Linked DNA regions of Mus musculus: regions 1, 2, 3, 5, 6 and 7 are each linked to region 4. Evidence: chromatin contacts called from public HiChIP or PLAC-seq and promoter capture Hi-C data. All regions are on one chromosome and are shown on one strand. Each heading gives the region's core, a stretch centred on a gene start, on an enhancer-like site or on the middle of the called end of the contact. The rest is flanking DNA. Distances are from core to core; before and after follow the strand shown.

What was found. Promoter capture Hi-C pulls out the DNA fragments that hold promoters and counts their contacts. HiChIP or PLAC-seq counts read pairs in DNA pulled down with a chosen protein or histone mark. Capture Hi-C pulls out chosen DNA fragments and counts their contacts.
Region 1: a promoter capture Hi-C map of pre-B cells shows a contact between it and region 4, with 4 times the contacts expected there. The contact joins the promoter of Nrgn here to the promoter of Tirap in region 4. A contact is called at or near these places in 2 of 39 promoter capture datasets (liver and pre-B cells).
Region 2: a contact with region 4 is called in a promoter capture Hi-C map of adipose tissue, with 3 times the contacts expected there. The contact joins the promoter of Tmem218 here to the promoter of Tirap in region 4. A contact is called at or near these places in 2 of 39 promoter capture datasets (both in liver) and 1 of 9 other capture datasets (adipose tissue).
Region 3: a contact with region 4 is called in a promoter capture Hi-C map of liver, with 5 times the contacts expected there. The contact joins the promoter of Robo4 here to the promoter of Tirap in region 4. A contact is called at or near these places in 2 of 39 promoter capture datasets (liver and pre-B cells) and 1 of 9 other capture datasets (liver).
Region 5: an H3K27ac HiChIP or PLAC-seq map of embryonic stem cells shows a contact between it and region 4, with 8 times the contacts expected there. The contact joins the promoter of Fli1 here to the promoter of Tirap in region 4. A contact is called at or near these places in 2 of 115 datasets of contacts at active chromatin or transcription factors (embryonic stem cells and large pre-B cells).
Region 6: a promoter capture Hi-C map of hippocampal neurons shows a contact between it and region 4, with 5 times the contacts expected there. The contact joins the promoter of Kcnj5 here to the promoter of Tirap in region 4. A contact is called at or near these places in 1 of 39 promoter capture datasets (hippocampal neurons), 1 of 484 Hi-C or Micro-C datasets (B cells) and 1 of 115 datasets of contacts at active chromatin or transcription factors (astrocytes).
Region 7: a promoter capture Hi-C map of pre-B cells shows a contact between it and region 4, with 5 times the contacts expected there. The contact joins the promoter of Robo3 here to the promoter of Tirap in region 4. A contact is called at or near these places in 2 of 39 promoter capture datasets (liver and pre-B cells) and 1 of 484 Hi-C or Micro-C datasets (B cells).

Annotation. Positions count from the first base shown.
Region 1 is chr9:37,551,493-37,554,192 of GRCm38.p6, forward strand. It overlaps Nrgn (neurogranin), which reads right to left and starts at 1,253. Exons shown (of 4, transcript NM_022029.2): 1 at 1,045-1,253. The coding sequence starts at 1,059.
Region 2 is chr9:37,206,841-37,209,540 of GRCm38.p6, forward strand. Tmem218 (transmembrane protein 218) reads left to right here and starts at 1,383. Exons shown (of 4, transcript NM_025464.3): 1 at 1,383-1,565.
Region 3 is chr9:37,400,588-37,403,287 of GRCm38.p6, forward strand. Robo4 (roundabout guidance receptor 4) reads left to right here and starts at 1,385. Exons shown (of 18, transcript NM_001309390.2): 1 at 1,385-1,564; 2 at 1,968-2,300; 3 at 2,565-2,700. The coding sequence starts at 1,495.
Region 4 is chr9:35,198,686-35,201,385 of GRCm38.p6, forward strand. Tirap (toll-interleukin 1 receptor (TIR) domain-containing adaptor protein) reads right to left here and starts at 1,280. Exons shown (of 7, transcript NM_054096.2): 1 at 1,172-1,280; 2 at 526-634.
Region 5 is chr9:32,540,037-32,542,736 of GRCm38.p6, forward strand. Fli1 (Friend leukemia integration 1) reads right to left here and starts at 1,416. Exons shown (of 9, transcript NM_008026.5): 1 at 1,155-1,416. The coding sequence starts at 1,172.
Region 6 is chr9:32,342,913-32,345,612 of GRCm38.p6, forward strand. It overlaps Kcnj5 (potassium inwardly-rectifying channel, subfamily J, member 5), which reads right to left and starts at 1,432. Exons shown (of 4, transcript NM_010605.5): 1 at 1,192-1,432.
Region 7 is chr9:37,431,760-37,434,459 of GRCm38.p6, forward strand. Robo3 (roundabout guidance receptor 3) reads right to left here and starts at 1,416. Exons shown (of 28, transcript NM_001164767.1): 1 at 1,083-1,416. The coding sequence starts at 1,242.

The sequences.
Region 1 (2,700 bases), core at 3-2,502, 2.4 Mb after region 4:
CACTCTGGCAGCTGTTATTTATTTAACAAGAGTTAAAATGTCAGCAATGGCTTGCCCCTAAGTTCTCACTGCGTCTTGGACACTGGGCATTGGGAAGTGTCACCTCTCAAAGATATGGGCTATTCCTCCCTTCCAAACTTATTTATTTTGCACATTGTGGGAGAAAGGTGGGGTTCCTGCTGTCGTTAAGTAACCTCTGGAGTCTTTAGCCAGAGTGACAGAAAGAAAACACTAGGAATTTGGAGTCGTCTCTTTCCTTAGATCGGAGGCTAAGAATAAGCAAACACGTTTTATATAGGTATGGGTCACTCAACTCCTTTAGCCAGCTAGGAGCCAGGACCAGTGCTGGATGCCTTCATACAAGAGCCCTTAACAAGATCTGCTTTGGCGTTAGGCACTTGCAGCATCCAGTTTCCGTGTAGGCGCTGATAGACACTTCCTCCCCTTGCCCACAGGGCCCTCTCACGGTCACTCACCCAGCACCTTCCAAAGGAGAAGGTTTTGGGGGCTGAACCAGCTCCACCCCAGAACCACACTGACTAGGTTCTTTCCTGCCCATCACCACCAAGACCAGGGTGGATTCTCCCCGACTTCGCCACATAAGGGCTTAGACGATCATCTGAGGGTCGTGAAGATCTTGCCACAGTCCGCGACAGCAGCAGTGGGATAGGAAATCGTTTGGGGGCCAAAAAATACCAAGGGAAAGGACTAGCACACCAGCAACTTTCCTGTGTCTCCGTGGGGGAAGTTCCACCTCTCGTCTAAGCAGCAGCTTTCCTGCATGAAAGCTCTGCTCAGATCCAGATACAACCTAGATTGTCTGGCCCATGGGCGCTCAGACGCCCCCGCGAGCTGGGGAGCATTTTCCCCAGGGCTTGGCTCAGATCAGGCAGGCGCCTTCCATCATCCAATACAATATTTCAGCACCATTCTTTCCCACATTGTTCCTAGGTCTTCCGCACCCACTTCCATCCCTCACTCACCCCCCAGGGGTTCTCGTGTGCCCCTTGCCCCAGAACACGCTGAGTTCAAGTATGGACTTACCGTGCAGCAGTCCATTGCCGGTGTTGAGGGTCCTTGGCTGGGGTGGAGCCTGGCGCAGAGCGGGGGTGGGTTTGTACGATGCTGGGTGGCAGCTCAGGGGCTGTCGGGCACTCCCCGACCAGCGCAGAATCCTTGCAGAACCAGCCTCTCTCCTCTTGGGTCCGGTCTCCCGCGCTCCGCAACTCTTGCGAATGTAACCTGAGCCCTGCGGCCTCGAAGCCAATCAGAAGACACTTTCTGCAGGGTGGGCGGGGAGAACTGGAGCGAGGACCACTCCTTCTCTCGACTCTCTCCGCCTCGCTCGCTTTGGTGCTCCAACCTCTCCACCTACACACTTCCATCCATTCCTCCTACACACCCCATCTCCCAAATTCACCCCCCCCCCCGCTTTCTAAGTCGCAGACTGCCAGGCAGATGTACGTCGGAGTAAGCACAAGGCCTCCAACATCCAGGGCACAAATACACATCTGGGTGCAGCACGCCCTACCGCCCATAGATAGAAAACCACGAACCTCACCCACCTCCCTGTTCTAGAGTCCCAAACATTACTCCCTCTATTTCCCCTCTCTGCAGAGATGCCCTCCTCACTCTAGTTACAGAGAAACCTGATGGTAGACAGCCTACATGATGGGCACATAGTGACATAGACGCTCCAAGCCTCATGCATCCATACATACTCCCAGGCGGGGTGGTGTGGTGTATCTTCCCACATACAGACACTGCAGACACAATAGGCAAAAACAACTCCACAGGGCCGTGTCCACACACCCTGTGAAGCACAGGTAAACGGTAGACCTCCTGTTAGTTAGCACATAGACAAAAATACCTGCATTCTCACTGCTGGCAATGTCTGCACTAAGTGTTTTCTTTTTAAAATTTTTAGCAAGAACACTGTATTGTCACACGTTGATTCTACGTATTAATTGATTCCATTGTGACCTACTTGTGCCCTTTAAACCATGTTCACCTGGTTACCCTCTTTTGCCCCTTCCCACTCCTGATAACCCCTACTCTTTCCACAAGTATCCCTTTTATTGCCATGTCTTTTTTTTTGGAATGGGGGGGTGTCGAGAAGGAACCCATTGAATTTTGTTAGTGTTGTTTATAGGAGCACGGGCAAGGGCTTCTTTACAGCATTGTAGGCACTGTACTAGTGACTGCACCCCTAAAGTAAATGTCTCTCCCTACCTCACCAACTATTAATTGTGTATAAATCTTCAGGGTGGGGTGGTACCTCATAAGCCCCTCCTCTTTCCATGATAGAGTGTTAATGGGCCCACTCTTGTGGAGATCTTGTGCAGGTGATCCAGCTGTTGTTAACTCAATAGCCAAGTCATGACTGGAAATCATCATTCCATACCTCACCCCCCTTCTTCTGGTTCTTAAATTCTTCCTACCCCTTCTTCCATGATGTTTCCTGAGCCTTGGAAGTATTGGTATATATGTGTCCTCTCTATGACTTGGCATCCAATAGCCTCTAATTCTCAGTATTTTGACTAGTTCTAAGTGTCTTCCATCATCACCGACCAAGTATCTATTTTGTATCTCTCCATGACCTGTGATCTATCTGTCTACTTATCCATCTATCTATCCTTCCATCCATCTGCACCAAATAAAATCACGTACACCCAGCACCCACTTTGAATGTATTTATAT
Region 2 (2,700 bases), core at 133-2,632, 2.0 Mb after region 4:
ATGCAGGTGGTACACATGCAGCATGTAGGCAGAACATGCATACACAGGAAATAAAAGTTTAAACATCCAAGTGTTCTCATGTGTGCTATCCTCTGGAGTAACTAACTATAAATTAGATCTACACCTTGTGTCCTTGACCTGCCATTACAAAACTATGTAAAACTCATTAAGACAAGAGTAACATTTTATTTCTTGTGTATCCTCTCAGTTTCTAATAGTACATAGTTACAGTAACAATAGCATAGCTCCTCAATAAGGCAGCTAACGTTCAGTCGTTAAAGAGGTAAGGACCTATAGGTCTCTACAGTCAAGAAAACTGAATCAGCCTCCACTTCATTCATAATTCAGAAAAAGAGTGCACTGAAAGCCAGGCTAGTGACTCATGCCTTCAATACCAGTACTAGGAAGGCAGAGGCAGACACATCTGTGAGTTCGAGGCCAGCCTGGTTGACATAATGAGTTCCAGGACAGCCAGGGTTACATAGTGAGAATCTGGAGAGAAGGGACGGGACGAGAGAAAGAAGTAGAGGGAGAGAGGGAGAGAGGGAGAGACAGACACAGAGACAGGCAGGCAGTCGAGCAGGCAGATAGAATACATCCAGGCCCAATTTTGTCTAAGGACACAGCTTCCAGGACCGCAGTTCACAAATCTTATATTGCTTTTGTTTTCCCTTCACGCTTGCACGACGAAGGATGCAAACTTTGACCGGTTTCCATTCACTGGCCTGATCTTTTGATCAGACACCCTATAGCCTGCATACAAAATCTTGACACATTCTGGGTAGCAGTTAGGGAAGAACACTCTTCCACACATGTGGACCAGCTGCCAGTATAGGGTGGCAAGAAGGGAAAAGGGTTTATGTGACCTCGGGCCTCTTCCCAAGTCTGTCTCTTGGTTTCATTGATCCTTGCCTTGTCGGTACATGTCAAAACCTAAAGGAAGAAAAACTACCAATAAAATAAGGCCCAGTAAGGAGAATGTGTTGTTATTTTAACTAGTGATCTGCATTCAATTCAGGAGGGATTCTAGGGATCCTGAAATGCCAAGCCGATTTGATTGTCCCCACAATCCCAGGCTCCTGCGGACTGGTCATCAGATAGATAGCGGGGCAGGAATTGGTGTCTAGACCGCGGAACAGCTCTCTGTGATCGGTCGGAGCAATCTCAATCGCGAAAGCAAGAAGCTATTAAACGGTCTTCCCGTTGTTGTCCAAGGGTTTAATCCTTACCAAGGTGTGATTGACAAGCATTGCTATCCAATTGAAACTGAGGACAGTACATATAGACCAATGGGAGGACGTAAAGGAGACTGACGTACACACCACCCACCCACCACGCTTTGCGTTGCCTGGAGCCACAGCCAACGTCAGCTATTGAGGACGCCCTTAAGTGCTGAAAGGGCGGCTTTGATTGGTCCATCTTAAATTTCTTAAATGAGCCCCTACTTGTGATTCGTCCAAAGTAGACCAAAGCCTGGATGAAGGGGACAGAGAGCGAGGGGTGAGTCCTGGTGAGGAACCTGAGAGCCGGGTGAGGACCGGAGGCTGGCCCCAGACGCCTGGAAGGTGAGGGCGGGAGGCGCGCGGGCCACCGAAGGTCATCCTGGCCGCAGGCCTGGGATTACTGCTCAGTCCCCAGTGTTCCCAGCTGCGGTGCTGGGAGCTGATGTGTGGTGAACCCTGCAGACTGAATCGCTGCCTGCCCAGTAAAAAGGGCAGGACGCTGAAGCACCCTCTTTCTGTCAGTCAGGTGTCACCTGGTCTTTAGGGGTCGTGACATTTGATTTTGCCCAGAGGTGCATGTGATTAACCAACAAAGATTAGGAGGCATTAGCCTAATGTTTTAAAACCCAAACGAGGCTGAAGTTTCTAAAGTAGGAAAAAAAAAAAAAGTGTAGGCTCTCACTCCTCCAGTTTGTTGATTTTGGGGATAGGCCTTGCTCAATATCCCCGGCAGGCCTCAAACTTATGGTCGGTCCTCTTGCCCCACCCAGCCTTTTGAATGCTAGGATGACAGATGTGTACTACCACATCAGGCCATTCTAACTATTTTTGAAGGTTTGGAATAAGCAATTAAAAAAAAAAAAAGTTAAAAAGAGAGCTGGGCGTAGTAGTGGCGTTAATCTTTAGTCCCAGCAGGCTGGAGGCACAGGCAGTCAAATCTTTGTGAGTTCGAGGCTAGCCAAGTGTACAAAGCTTTACCCGGGAAAAAAAGATATCTCCAGAAAGGCAATCCTGTCCAGTAACCTACCATTTCTATTGCGTTCAAGGACTTGGTCCTGAAATTTGGGGTACGGGCAAGGTATCATCCACCAGCAGCCTTACACCACACTGCCTTATCTGTAATTTCCATCTGCCCCAGACAGCAAACTGTCCTCTGAGACAGGTATTAGTTTTCTCCCTTAAGATTCTCAGCTTGTCTTGCAGAGGTGGCCCATGCCTTTAATCACAGAGGCTGAGAGTTCTCTGAGTTTGAGGCCAACCTGATCTAGTTCCAGGACAGCCAAGGGTACACAAAGAAACCCTGTCTCAAAAACCAAAAACAACCAAAGATCCTCAGCCTGGTGGTGGGCAGGATTTTCATCCAATGAACCCAGGGTGCAGGATGTTTGTTTCTTTGTTTGTTTGTTTTCCCCTGGAAATTGGGTGAAAGGGGCTGTCAAACCAACCTTAGGTGGAGGAAGAATTCAAGACATATAGA
Region 3 (2,700 bases), core at 135-2,634, 2.2 Mb after region 4:
CAGTCTTAGTTTGTCTCAGGAGACAGAAAGAGATGAAGCACAGAAGTCCAGTGGTTAGGGCTGATGCTGTTCCTGAAACCCAACAGGGAGGGGGAGGAAGGGAGAAGGGTCAGCTGTGTTAGGGGCCTCCAGACAAGCTGGCCAGAACAATGAAGAACAAAGCCTGCACGCTTTTCCGCTGAAGCTCAGAGCCTGGCCTTGGCCTTCTGTGAACAGCTCTAGGAAATGGCTGAGATTCCAGATTTGGAAGGAAGAGACTGGTAAACAGGAGCTGGGCTCTGAGGAGAAGGCAGTCTCTCTGGGTTTCAGGGAGGAGCCAATACAGTCAGCTTAGTTGTTGTGTAGGTTGTGTGCTATGTAGCCATAGAAGACAGGTGTCAGACCAGGCCAGCCTTGGAAGGCTTCATTACGACCATCTTCCCCAATCCTAGAACCCATCCCACTGATGATGCTTCAGAGAGTTTCAGTGGTGGGATGTGCACAAAAACACAGGTGATACCCCTGTGTCCATACCTAGTCTATCTCATGCCTAATCTCATTCCAGTTTTACTCTGGATCTGAAGGTGGTGTCTATTATTAATATCCCCATTTTACAGGTATGAAAACTGGCTTTGAGGATGAAGGAATCTGCCCAAGAGCCCACAGACATCATTTCCAAATCTTTTGATGAAAATGCGTACATAGTCCATGGGTTTTCTTTTTCTTTTCTTCTTTTCTTTTTTGAGACAGGGTTTCTCTGTGTAGCCCTGGCTGTCCTGGACCTCACTCTGTAGACCAGGCTGGCCTTGAACTCAGAAATCCGCCTGCCTCTGCCTCCCAAGTGCTGGGATTAAAGGCGTGTGCCACCACTGCCCAGCTAGTCCATGGGTTTTCAAAGCTTAAGGTTCTGAGTCATTCCTACTTTCTAGCCTCCCAAGACTCAGTCTACCTGCTCCTGGGGATTGGACCAGAGATAGACACTTGCTACCTCCTGACCCCCATGTGCCCCTTGCTTTCTTGGCCTGTAAGCCCTTTGGACTCTATCTTCAGCTCCTTACTCCTATGTCTGAGGCTCAACCTCTGGTCTTCCTCCTCCTCTATTAGGTGGCTGGCTAATGGGAAAAAGCCGATAGAGACCAAGATTAAACATATGCTTTGAACAGAGCTGTGGAGTTGGCAGATTGTATGGGTACAATTGGGATCAGTGTGAGGATTTCATTTAAGAAACCCTAACTCAGACATGAAGTAAACCCTTAGCCTGCAGTTAGCATCCCGGGGATTACAGCTGAAGTGTAGAGGTCAGAGAGTTTCTCACCTCTGGTCCCCTCCCAGTTCTCTAAGGCATGAGGGCCAGGCAGGAAGCATCCGTTTCCTCAAAGCTGCTTCCCTACTGGGACAGAGTCTCAGTCACAAACAACTACCACCACCCCACCCCTCCCTTTCTTCCCTTACTGCTGTGAGCTCAGAACAACCGGACAAAAGTGTATGGGACAAGGAGAGGAGCCGAGAGCAGCCATGGGCTCTGGAGGAACGGGCCTCCTGGGGACGGAGTGGCCTCTGCCTCTGCTGCTGCTTTTCATCATGGGTGAGTAGGGCCCTCCCTCTCCTAACCCACGCTCCTGGATTCATGGCAGGATCCACGGTCTGGATCCAAAGCCAGCAGGACAAAGGAGCATCTCTGTTGTCTGGTGCCTTTCTTCTAGTTAGCAGTGAAGTATCAGAGACAAAGATGGGGGTTGAGAGAGAGAGAGAGAGAGAGAGAGAGAGAGAGAGAGAGAGAGAGAGAGAGAGAGTGTGTGTGTGTGTGTGTGTGCGTGCAACAGAGAAAGAGCTATGCAGATCTTGACCTATGGACTCAGACCTTCTCCCCTCCTAGTTAGCTTCTTATTTGGAAATAAATGTTCAGTAAGATAAGCCTACACAAGACTACAGATTCCTACACAAGACATAGAAGGGGTGCAGTACAGGAGTCTCTCTTTCCCTCTTAGGAGGTGAGGCTCTGGATTCTCCACCCCAGATCCTAGTTCACCCCCAGGACCAGCTACTTCAGGGCTCTGGCCCAGCCAAGATGAGGTGCAGATCATCCGGCCAACCACCTCCCACTATCCGCTGGCTGCTGAATGGGCAGCCCCTCAGCATGGCCACCCCAGACCTACATTACCTTTTGCCGGATGGGACCCTCCTGTTACATCGGCCCTCTGTCCAGGGACGGCCACAAGATGACCAGAACATCCTCTCAGCAATCCTGGGTGTCTACACATGTGAGGCCAGCAACCGGCTGGGCACAGCAGTGAGCCGGGGTGCTAGGCTGTCTGTGGCTGGTGAGGCTTGGGAGGGTAGGCCCAGGGGGAAGCAGAGTTAGGCTGAGATGCTTGTGTCCAGGGAAATACGAGAGTCTGTCTGTGAAGGGAGGCAGGGACTGAGGGTCTTGGGATGGAGAACTAGGTTAAACTAGAGATAGAGGGGCAAGGAAGTGGTAGAGCAGAATTGGGTAAGCATGTTCGGATAAGCCATCCATGTTAGGATGTTAGAAGGACTCAGGGTGGGTAGACGTGCTTCCTGCTGATTTGCTGACTTCCCAATAGTCCTCCAGGAGGACTTCCAGATCCAACCTCGGGACACAGTGGCCGTGGTGGGAGAGAGCTTGGTTCTTGAGTGTGGTCCTCCCTGGGGCTACCCAAAACCCTCGGTCTCATGGTGGAAAGACGGGAAACCCCTGGT
Region 4 (2,700 bases), core at 30-2,529:
TTGAGATAGGGTTTGATAGCCCAGGCTGGCCCTGAACTTACCTCTTCTCACCTCCACCAGCGTGCTGGGATCACAGGTGTCTGCTGTGATAGCCAGCAAGCACAGTTTTTATTTTTAGCTTAGAAAATGTTCGTTTCTGTGCATGGATGTTTTGCCTGTGTGTGTGTGTGTGTGTCTATATATCACTTTCATGCCATGTGCCTGTAGAGGCCAGAGAGGGCATTGGGTCATCCGGAACCAGAGTTTGTGACAGAGATGTTTGTGAGCCACTATGTGGGTGAGGAGATTCAACTAGGGTCCTCTGAAACAGCAGCCAGTGCTCTTAACCACCGAGCCTCTGCTCTGGCCCCAAACACAACTGTTTTAGAAAGCTACTGCACACTATCAAACTGAGCAAAGGTACAAAAGTCACACAAACTCAAAACAGGCCAAAGCTGAAAACAACCATGTTCAGTAAATCGGATGACCAGTCCACAGTCCACCTTTTCGACATGATGTTATACATCAAGCAGCATATGTACGTACATAGACTTACTGTTCTGGATGCAGGTTACACAAGAAAGCCTGTGAAAAGTGGCTTGGTAGGACTCGGGATCTGTGTTTCGGTATGCTGGTTGATATTGTTTCTTAAAGTCTGAAAACAAAGCAAGGCTTCCTCTGAGTCATTCCTGGGTAGGTCTGTCCGATGGAGAACTCCCTACTTCCTTCTCTAGTTGCGCTTCTCGGGTTTCTGGTTTACCTGCCAGCCAGTGTCTGACCTAAGGACCGAACTGTTCCTACTCCCCTAGTCCCTCTGGTACTTGGCACTGTAGTAATCCCTGGTGGATGCCCGTTAAATGACCGTGATAGCAACGCCCAGTGGGTTCTTAACTTTAAATAAAGTGACACTAATGCAGAACTTTGCCACAAAGTCAAGCCCAGAGGGGCCAGGTTATGACAGGGCAGAGACTTCAGGGAGCTAGGGAGAGCCACTTGATGTGGCCGGACTGCTTGAAGCCCAGCCGGACTAACAGCTCCATGCTGGCATCGGTGCCACAGAAAGGTGGCGGCTTTCGGGGGAGTGCTGGACCCCAGATTGGAAGGGGCGGATCAGGGGAGCGTTGTCCCGGGGAAAGGGCTGACTCGGCAGGGCCCGTCCGCCCACCGCCCCGCGTCCCCGCCGCCCGCTCACCTACGCGGCTCCACGCTGCGGGTTGCAGACTCGTCCGGGAAGTGCCCGCGCCCCGGCTCCCGGAAGCTCCTCGGCCACGGCCCTCCCGCCCGCACTAGCCACTCTCCTGCCCACACCCGCCGGCCGGACCCTAGGGGGCGCTCGCCAGTCCGCGTCGCTCAAGATTCCCAGCTGCCTGGTTACGACCCGAGGCTGAACCCAGACACCCGAGCTCCCTGAGGCTGCCGTGAAGCCCTGAGCCGCGGTTTGTCTTGTGTGAGGGCAAAGGGACGAGGAGAAAACTCCAGAAAGGGAGGTGCAGACCTTACCTTCTTTCGCACGGTTGGGGAAAATGAGACTTTCATCCCCTTAAGTAAGGTAGGTTAAGTGGACAAAGAAGCCGGCTAGCCCCTGGGAGGTCCGTTCTTTTACTGGGATATGGGTCCCATTAAGGTTGCTGCCCACAGGCTGGAATCAGTCTGGCCAAAAGTGCTGGCCTTCAGGGCAGGGATTTCCTAATGGCATTTCAACTGCATTTCCAAGGGTACCAAAATAACTGCAAAAAAAGGGTGGCTGGGCAAAGTGTTGGTAAGCCCTGATGAAATATTTAAGTCCTCTGCCTCCACTTCTTAGAGTTCCTGCTGTGAGCTTTGTGAAACGCCAAGGGAATATTGTTATTAAAACACCAACCTAAAACCAACTCACATGAAATACTGCAGGTGGCAGGAGTAGAATGGGCTGGTGTAAGGCCTTATTAGCCCACTCTTGATTTCTTTTTCTCTCCAGCCAAGCCAACCTGTAACTTGTTCAGAGGGAGGCAGTTGATGCCGTGGCGCTGTTCATGAATGATCTTTCTAGGTTTACTCATCAAAATTACATTCTCTGGATGCTGGTGTTGTGAGAGATGAATATTCATAAGAATTCCTGGAAAGCAATTGTGTCTGCAAAGGCTGACTTACTGATTAGAACTGCAGTGAGTTGGAGAGATAGGAATATTGCCTGTCCGGAGGCTCAGCTAGCTCTAAACCCCACGGATCGGCCAGCCATACCTTGAGCAGATCCCTAGCTGCCCAACCCGAAAGCTATCATCAGATAACACCTGAGTCCTACAGCAAAGGTCTCCCCAGCCCCAGTCTTGCTGTACTGCCTCTGCGATGTGCCCGACAATGTATTTTAAACTTGGCTTGATTTATGACTTTGTTCTGTAACAATTTAAAACGTTGTGAAGCTCCTTCCACACTGAAACATGCAGTTTAGGATAACCTAAATCTATATTCCTGGGACGTGGTCACTCAGGTATGGCTCAAGAATAAACCATTTCTTTTTTTTTTTTTTTTTTTTTTTAGCATATCTAAACCCTTTTTTTTTTAAAAGATTTTATTTATTTATTTATTTATTTATTTATTTATGTAAGCACACTGTCGCTGTCTTCAGACACTCCAGAAGAGGGAGTCAGATTTCGTTACGGATGGTTGTGAGCCACCATGTGGTTGCTGGGATTTGAACTCTGGACCTTCAGAAGAGCAGTCGGGTGCTCTTACCCACTGAGC
Region 5 (2,700 bases), core at 166-2,665, 2.7 Mb before region 4:
GTGGATTCCTCTGGGTTCTGGAGAATGGCGGCTCTGCCAGTCCCCACCTCACCAGCCTGATAGTTTTTCCAGAGCAATTCCTGCTTGATATGCAGCCTTGAAGCTAACGTCTGCTCTCATTCATTCTCCTAAGTCCTCTTAGGCTAGTCACGTTAGGGGGTGTCCCTCGTCTCTGCTCCTGGCCCTACTTCCCCCTTTCGGAGGGAGCACTCGGCCTTTCTGAAGCGTGACAGGGAACCCAGACTCACAGGTCTGCTGGTCTGCACTTTGCAACCTAGACCCAAGCTGGGCCGGCGCGGGTGGCGGGTGGGGGTGGGGGTGCAATCGGCAAGCCCCAGGCCATAGACTCTGAACCAGCCACCGCAGGGGGACAGCTGTTGAAGGAGTTTAATTCTTACTGAGAGGACAGCTCCTGGATCCCTTGCTCTAAAGCAGGCGCACGCACAGTGTGCGGGATCTGAGGCACTGAGGAGCCGGAGAGCAAGGAGATTCCTAACCCGAGGAACTGCGAGGCGGGCCCGTTAGCTCCAGGCAGCCGGCGTCCGCAACTGCCGGGCAGCAGCAGTGAGAAGGGGGGAAGAGAAACCGGTCTGGCTGACAAGTAAACAGGGTCTTCCATCTGGACCCGCCGGCTCAGCCGGATCCTCAGACACCCTCCCTTGCACCCCTTGCCCTCCCGCAACTACTCCTCCAACTCGCTCGGAGGGTCGGGGGACCCCAGCCAGAGGCGAACGCTGCTCCTGCCCGCGCAGATCTCGGCCTCTGGCGTGAGGAAGCTGGCCGCCAGACTAGTGCCTGGCGCCGGGGCCAGGTCGTCTGGGTGCCGGGTGGGAACCGACCCGGCGATCTCCCGCCCGAGACTCTGCTCCGCGCCCCGGGTCCCCAGGTTTCAGCTGCCGGGTCTCGCAGCCCCTTCGGGCGGCACAGTGGGAGCCTGCGGGATTCCACAGTGGCGCAAGGAGTGAGGGGTAGATCGCCCTGGGCGGGAAGGCTGGCCGGCCTCCTCGGAATGGGGGACTCGCCACCCGGAGGAGACCGCGCGAAGCCGGGGCGCGGAAGGAAGGGAGAGCGGCCACGTCTTCCGGGACCCCGGCGCCCAGCCCTCCCGCCGCCCCGGTCGGCCCTCTCCCCGCGCCCACTGCCCAGCCGCTTACCTTAATAGTCCCGTCCATTTGGCCAAGTCTGCAGCCGAGCCCCCCAATATTCCACACATTGACCCGGTTACAGCCTGACCTCGTAGCCCCTTCAGATTAGCCCGGCGCGGCCTCTTTGGCGCCCTGGGCCCTCTCTGAGTGCCCCCTGCGAGCGCCCTGCCCTCGCTCCCCTGTGCACGTTTGTTGTTGTAGCGGATCGAAAAAGAGACAGTTAACCGGATGAAACTTTTTTTCAGCTAATTTTGGGAAGTGACTTCACTTTGCGATCGGGGAGGAAGTCCTATCTCTCTCTCTCTCTCTCTCTCTCTCTCTCTCTCTCTCTCTCTCTCTCTCTCTCTCATCTCGCCCTCTCCACTCTCTGCTCTCTCTTGTCTTCCCTCCCCCACACCCCCTCGTCCTCTCCTCGCCCTGCTTTTCGCATCACTCGCTATATAAATATACGCGGGATGCCCAGTTACATTCATGCACTGCGCACACAGGATACTTGCTCCTGGGAGATAAGAGCTGGCCAGGAACAATGACGGGGTCCACGCCCAGTATCCGCTCCCTGATTCCTGAAGTCTGCAACTCCCCCATCACCTTCCCCCCAAATCCAAAGCCAAACGCCTCTGGCCTCTTTCCTTTCCCTTGGGCCTTTGGCCGAAGGTGGCCCTCCTGACTCATTCACTTTCCGTTTCTTCCCACAGATACATTCATTAATGCTTTTTCCAGCCGGAGTCAAACTTTTTTGGGGATGGGAGGAAGACGGCGGAAGAGTTTGTTAGAACAGGGGATAACCTGGCGATGCTGACCGCCAGGGGAGATTCGGATGCAGATCAAGGCAAACCTACTATTTTTAAAAAGGAAGGAAGGAAGGAAGGAAGGAAGGAAGGAAGGAAGGAAGGAAGGAAGAAAGAAAGAAAGAAAGAAAGAAAGAAAGAAAGAAAGAAAGAAAGAAAGAAAGAAAGAGAGGAGCCGAAGAGAGTTTTTGCATCTAAGCGCTGGTCTCCGGATAGGCTCAAAGCGAATTCTGGGTCCCGCGGACCTGACCTGTCAAGGGCTCAATACCTCAAGCTTTGTTAGCAGAGAGATGCCCATGCTTTGGCGCGCCTCGACTCCGGGCTCCACAGCCCGCTAAGGAGGTAGACCAGCCACAACCTAGGCTTTTTGAGTTAAATTCTCTCACCTATCAGGACCCGACGGCCCAAGTTCTTCAATACCATCGCAGCCCCCAAGGAACTGACACCAGGGCGAGCTTGCCCTCCACACTACGCAGCAGGACCCAGGAGCGCGGCGAGCCGCGGCTCAGCAGAGACCCCACCTTGGATGAGAACGGGCAGTCTAAGGGTCCAAGCTAGGGACTGTCATTCCCAACCAGCGGCGTGGCCCGCTTTACCGGCTCGGTTCTTTCTGCTATCCCCCGCGCCTCCCCTGCTGGACCCAGGAGCTCTCTTGTTAAGGCTTCTCTGGGGTATCGGCGCTGGCGGCCTGACTCCCATCTCCCAGACTTTGAAAACAGGTTACCTTTTTCCACGCTCTTCAGACCACGCTGTGGACTTTCTCACTA
Region 6 (2,700 bases), core at 182-2,681, 2.9 Mb before region 4:
GCTCTGGATTTGAAGCCAGGGGCTGGCAAGGACTGTGAAGATTAGAACCTCCCTTTAGAGCTCAGACATCCGTGTACTTTAGTTCCCTCTAGAAAGCAAGAAAACGTAGTTCTGCCCCACAGGTTAACTCCCAGGACCCCGTTCCAGCTCAACACCCCGGTTCTGTAAATATTAGCTGCTGTCCCCTGCTTCTCCGCAGGGATTCCCATGCTCGGTGGCCCAGGCAGCTTGCTTAGGAGAAAGAATAGCTACACTTTGGAGTCAGATACTGTGGAGACTCTCCCGTTGTAATCTCAGTTACTCACCCTCTCAGAGCTGCCATTTCTGTGCTGTGGGACAGGCTTGCTAGTCTCCGTTTAACTGAGAAGAGTCACAGTGAGCATTTGCATTCCCACTGTTTGCCTGGTGTTTGAAAGGTTCCCCTCGATAGCGCCCCGGGATCTTGGTATGGATGCTGGGCAGGCTAGAGTCTCCACTGCCTTTTGGGAATAGCCCATGAAATTTCGAGAAGCCAACACTGAACACTGCTCCACAGTCCCAGGCTAGAAACCCCCCTCCTAGTGGCCTGCCCTTGCGTTTAAAGGAGGCCCTGGCAGAATCAGGTGCTACAGAGCAGATCTCCAAGGAGAGCCACCATCAGGAAAATGCTATAGCTTGTCTTCCTCCACCTTTTATCTTTAACCCTTCTTTTGAACAATTGCAGAAATGTTTTCAAAAGAAGGAAAGCATACAGGTAGTGACCAATTCTGAGAAGACTGGTACCGCAAAGCAGTTAGATTAGAAAGCAGCTGGGGCAGAGAGTCTACAGTCCAGGGGGTCGCCCTACCCGACCATCTCTGCCCCCACCTGAAGCTGTTTCTGGGAGCAAGGTTCTCTCTATCTCCTCCCAAGGCCTGGCCAAGCAAGCCAAAGATGGAAGGTTTCAGTCCCGCAGGTATCCTGGTCTGGTTCTGGGAGCAGGGCGTTTATGGTCCTGGGGAGGCTGGACTCCTCATCTTGGGGAGGCCGGCAGCTAAGGCCAGCTTCAGTTTGTTGAACTTTGGACCACCGGATCTTGTTCCCATCCTGTCTCAACCCGACAGGCTCCGGTAGGGGAAAGCCTTCTTTTAGAACCACAGGACACCTAGTGAGGGTCCGGTTTGGGGAGTCGCTGGGCTGGGGGAGGGACGCGAGAGAAAGGAGACAACTTACTTGTAGCGCAGAGAGCTTCTCCGAACCCTTGGGGCTAACTTCTGGAGATCCTTCCAAGGCGGTGCAGGTGGCTCTCAGGGCTCTCCAGGGGATTCCCTAGCCTCAGGCATTGCCTACGGACGGGCAGACGCCCCGAGCCACTCTGGTGTCGCAGGTCCAGCTAGCAGAGGCGTCTAAACCTCCCGCCCCTTCACCGGTCTGCCTCGCCCTTCTATCTAGAGAGAACAGCGGGAGGCTCTCTGCTGTCCCTCTCCTCTCCGCCCTCCTCTCTTCTCCCTCCCCATCTCCTCCCGTCCCCCCGCCCCCCCTCCCGGGTTCTCCTCCCTCTGTCCCCCTACAATTGAATCTCTGGATAGAACGCGATTTAAAGGGCCACAGGCAAAGGAGAACCACAAAGAAAGGCAGCAATGGGAGAAATGCTTGCACAATGGGGTATATGGTGGAGATGGGTGGGGGCTGTTGGTATCGGGGGTCACAGTCACTTGGAAGGAGTCCGGTGCCGGACGCAGGGCCAGAGAGAGCGGGCAGCCTCCTCCCTACTCTCCTGCCCACTACTCCCCCTTCGCCACCTCCCTCCAAGACCTCCTTGTTGATGCTCCTGTGCTTCTGGCCACGCTTAAGCGAGGGTCAGAGACCTGCGCCACCAGATGTGTGTGAGAGCTTCCCGTGAATATGTGGGAAAGCTCACGTGTACATGTGTGTGTGTGATCGCCCGCGTGTGTAAGCGCCCCCGCACGTGTGTGAGCGCCCGCGTGCCTGTGTTTAGAGGGTGCGGAGGAGCAGACAGAAGAAACTCTTAGGGCAGAAAATTCAGGCTCAGAGCCTTGCAAGGGGAGGGGGGAACACCTGCTCAGTCATTCTGGGCACTTTGAGGGGGCTGTTGTCCGAACTTCCCTGCCTATCAAGAAGCCAGATGCAGCAGGTGGGGGACATTCCCCTGGAAGTCCGGAGTCACAGTCTAGGGGGGGACCTTAAGCTGTTACTGGGTCTGGCTCTTGAGACTGGGACCTGATTATAACTGAAGGGGAAAGTCTAGAGAAGGGAGAAGGGAAGTGGGTCTTTTGTTGGAGCATTCTGCTTAGGGTAGTCTATAGGTGAGTGGGAATGGCTATTCATTGAAATGGATATGGCCTTCCCTTGAAAGGCAAGTGAGACCTGAACCATCTTCAGGTAAGGGGGCTGGCCTTTCCTCCCACTCTCTACTTTCTTCTCTGTTCCCAAAAGTTCTTCTTGTAAAATATTAAAACTATAATGTCATTTCTGTTGCAACGTCCTATGTACATGTGTTGAAGGAAAAAGCTTTTCAATGATGGCATTAAAAGGCCCCCGGCCCCCGAACCCCCGTGTTTCCTCAAGGTTCCACCCACCTTCCAGTCCGTTGTACATTATTCTGTTTCTACTTCTCTGCATAGATCTCTTGAATGTATTTCATTTTCTGTGTGACAGCCTCCATGTACAGACCACATTGGCTGCTGCTCTGGGGGTCTGAATATCCTTCCTTCTGGGAAT
Region 7 (2,700 bases), core at 166-2,665, 2.2 Mb after region 4:
AAATCCGAGAAAATAACTGCTTGGTCTCTTGGGACTCCTCAAAGGTGGCAAGACTGGAGAATCTCAGCCCTCTTCAAACTCCTTCCACACAACACCCTTCTGATCCACGCTTTCCCTCTAATTCCTGCAGACACAGCCGAGGGCTCTCTTTCCCTGGAATTTCTTCCCTGTCATTCCTGGTCTCCAGAGATGCTTCGACAGCAGCCTAATGAATAGCTAATGGCCATGCAAATAGGGCTCTGGGGCTCCTCCCTTGCACCTGAGTACGGGGGGGGGGGGGAGAGAGAGAGAGAACGAGAGAGAGAGAGAGAGAGAGAGAGAGAGAGAGAGAGAGAGAGAGAGAGAGAGAATCCTTTCATCTTTTAGAGACTGCAAAGGTGGACCATGTCCAGAGTCCGGGGCCCTAGCCTAAGTTGGGCAGAGGCTTCCAGAGGGAGAGTTCCTGACGTAGCCAGCAGGGAGCGCGATCAGGCCTCTCTCCAGACTGCCTGCAGCGCTCAGGGGGGGCAGCGCTGTCTCAAGTTATTTATTAATCACTGTAATTAGCAGTAACGACCTCGCCATCGCTCTGCCAGGCTGGGTCAGCTGTGAGTCTCACTGGGGATACAAACTTAATACTAAGTTTCCTTGAGAAGATTGCTGACTTTGACCCTCCGCGTAAAAACACCTACAAAGTTGGGGGCTTTCCCACCCTTGCTCTGAGTGAGGTTTTTGAAAACTTTAGGTCCTGGAAGTGGCATCTGCTACTTGGGTGGATCACCTAGTGCCCGGTTTAGCCTTGGCCGACTGGCGACATCGTGCCCTGGTCTAACCTTCCTTCTTAGCTTGGAACTTGCCCTTTACATTTCTCCCACCTGGGGTGGGTGTGGTAGGTGGATAGTAGGAGAGATGAGGAGAAAGGGGCTCAGCAGCCCTCCACCACAGGCAAATACACCAACTCAGACGCTCCTTTGGGACCCCACTTCCCAGGAGGGCCCTGACAGGCGCCCCTGGGTCCTGGAAAAGGAGACCTTCCGTCTTCCCTTCCAAGCAGCCCTCTCATCCCGATCTCCAAATCTAAGGTCCCCATCGAACAGTCTCACCATTGAGAGAGGGATCTCCAGGAGGAAGCAGACTAGGGTTGAGCGCTGCCAGCGAGGAGTTGAAGCCGAAGAGTAGCTCGCTGGAGTTGGAGATGTCCCTGGCCAGGGAGTCCGCGAACAAGTTCATCTGTAGTAGTGTTTTAAGCAGGTAGCGCAGCATAGCGCAGCCCGCCTGGGTCTTGGGCAGGGGCCTCGGAGCCCAGCCCTTGGGTCTGGGACCCGCGGGCCGGGAGCCGTAAGCCCCTCCACAGCCTTTGCGCGCTGCGGCAGCCACGATGCCGCTGTCCTGCAGGCGTGCCTGGGTACCGGCCGTGCCTCTGCGCGGGCTGTCCTCCTTCGCTGGTTCTTCTCTCCACCCCCCCCCCCCCCAGTGCCAGAATCCCCTGGGAGCTGGGCGGGCGGAAAGCAGGTGCCACTCGGATCACGCCGTAATTAAGGGCTTAATCCGCCTTCCTCCATATCCCCACCTCCACCAGGATGGCCACTAACAGGGCCGCGCGCAAGTTAGAGTCCCCGCCCCACACTCCTCTCATCAAATGTTGCTCTGAACCTGGCGGGAGAGTCTCTCTCTCTCTCTCTCTCTCTCTCTCTCTCTCTCTCTCTCTCTCTCTCTCTCTCTCTCTCTCTCTCCCCCAAGACGCGGACTGAGCCTCTGTCAGACTCAGCCCTTCTTTCTAAAATTATAGCAGGAATTATTTCCTTTCTCGGACGTCAGGGAAACTGAGGCATTGGGAGAGCAGACACTGTTGAGCTCTCAATGTCCCAGCTTCCAGTGCCTTTCAAATTCTGGGTCCTGGAAACGTGAGCGCAGGGTGCTAGGATACCTGGGAGTGGGGGTGGAGGGGAAGAAGAGAATTCCACCGCTGGATCACCTCTCGCCCCACGTGCGCGTCCGATTCCTCCTAATCCTGTGGCTTGCCACTAGGAACCCACAGGGATACAGAGATCCAACTTGACCTGGAGTCCTGCTCCAGATGCGCCCCCCCCCCCGCCCCGTCAGGAAATCCTGCCGGGTGCTCAGAACTGAGTAAAATTGGAGGAGACCCCGAGAATCCAGGCAGCACGCACCTATTAGCATAGTGCATTGCTCCACTATGACGTGTTTTAGGAAGTTGTTTGACAGTTTTGAAGAGACCAAAAGTCTAGAACAAAGGAAGCAAAGTGTCACAGACCGGGTGAATGCCAAATTGTGTGAAACTGCTGGAACCAGATAACAGCTGTTTATCCTCCCGGTCGGGGTGAGGTGGGGTGGGGTGTGCAACAGGAAAACCAAAGCCCCGGTTCTGTCTCGAATAGGGGTTATTTTAGCCTTGGAGATGTTGCAGCCAACCATCTTTGCTTTTGCCCCTCTCCTGCACACACTTTCTCTAGACTGGAAATGATGTTGAATGTGGAGCAAGAGACCGTGGCTTTCCCATCCTGTAGGTTCTGTGGACAAGTAAGTGTTTGGATTGCTCTTAGGCTATGTAATCGTGCAGCGGCTGCTTCTGATATGTAAGGGGACACCTGCACAGGAAGACAGCTCAGAGCGCTATATGCTACTCAATTCCAGGGTGGAAGATGAAGCTGTGGCAGATTCCAAACCAAAAGCAGGTCAAGAGTAGAGGAACATGGCCCC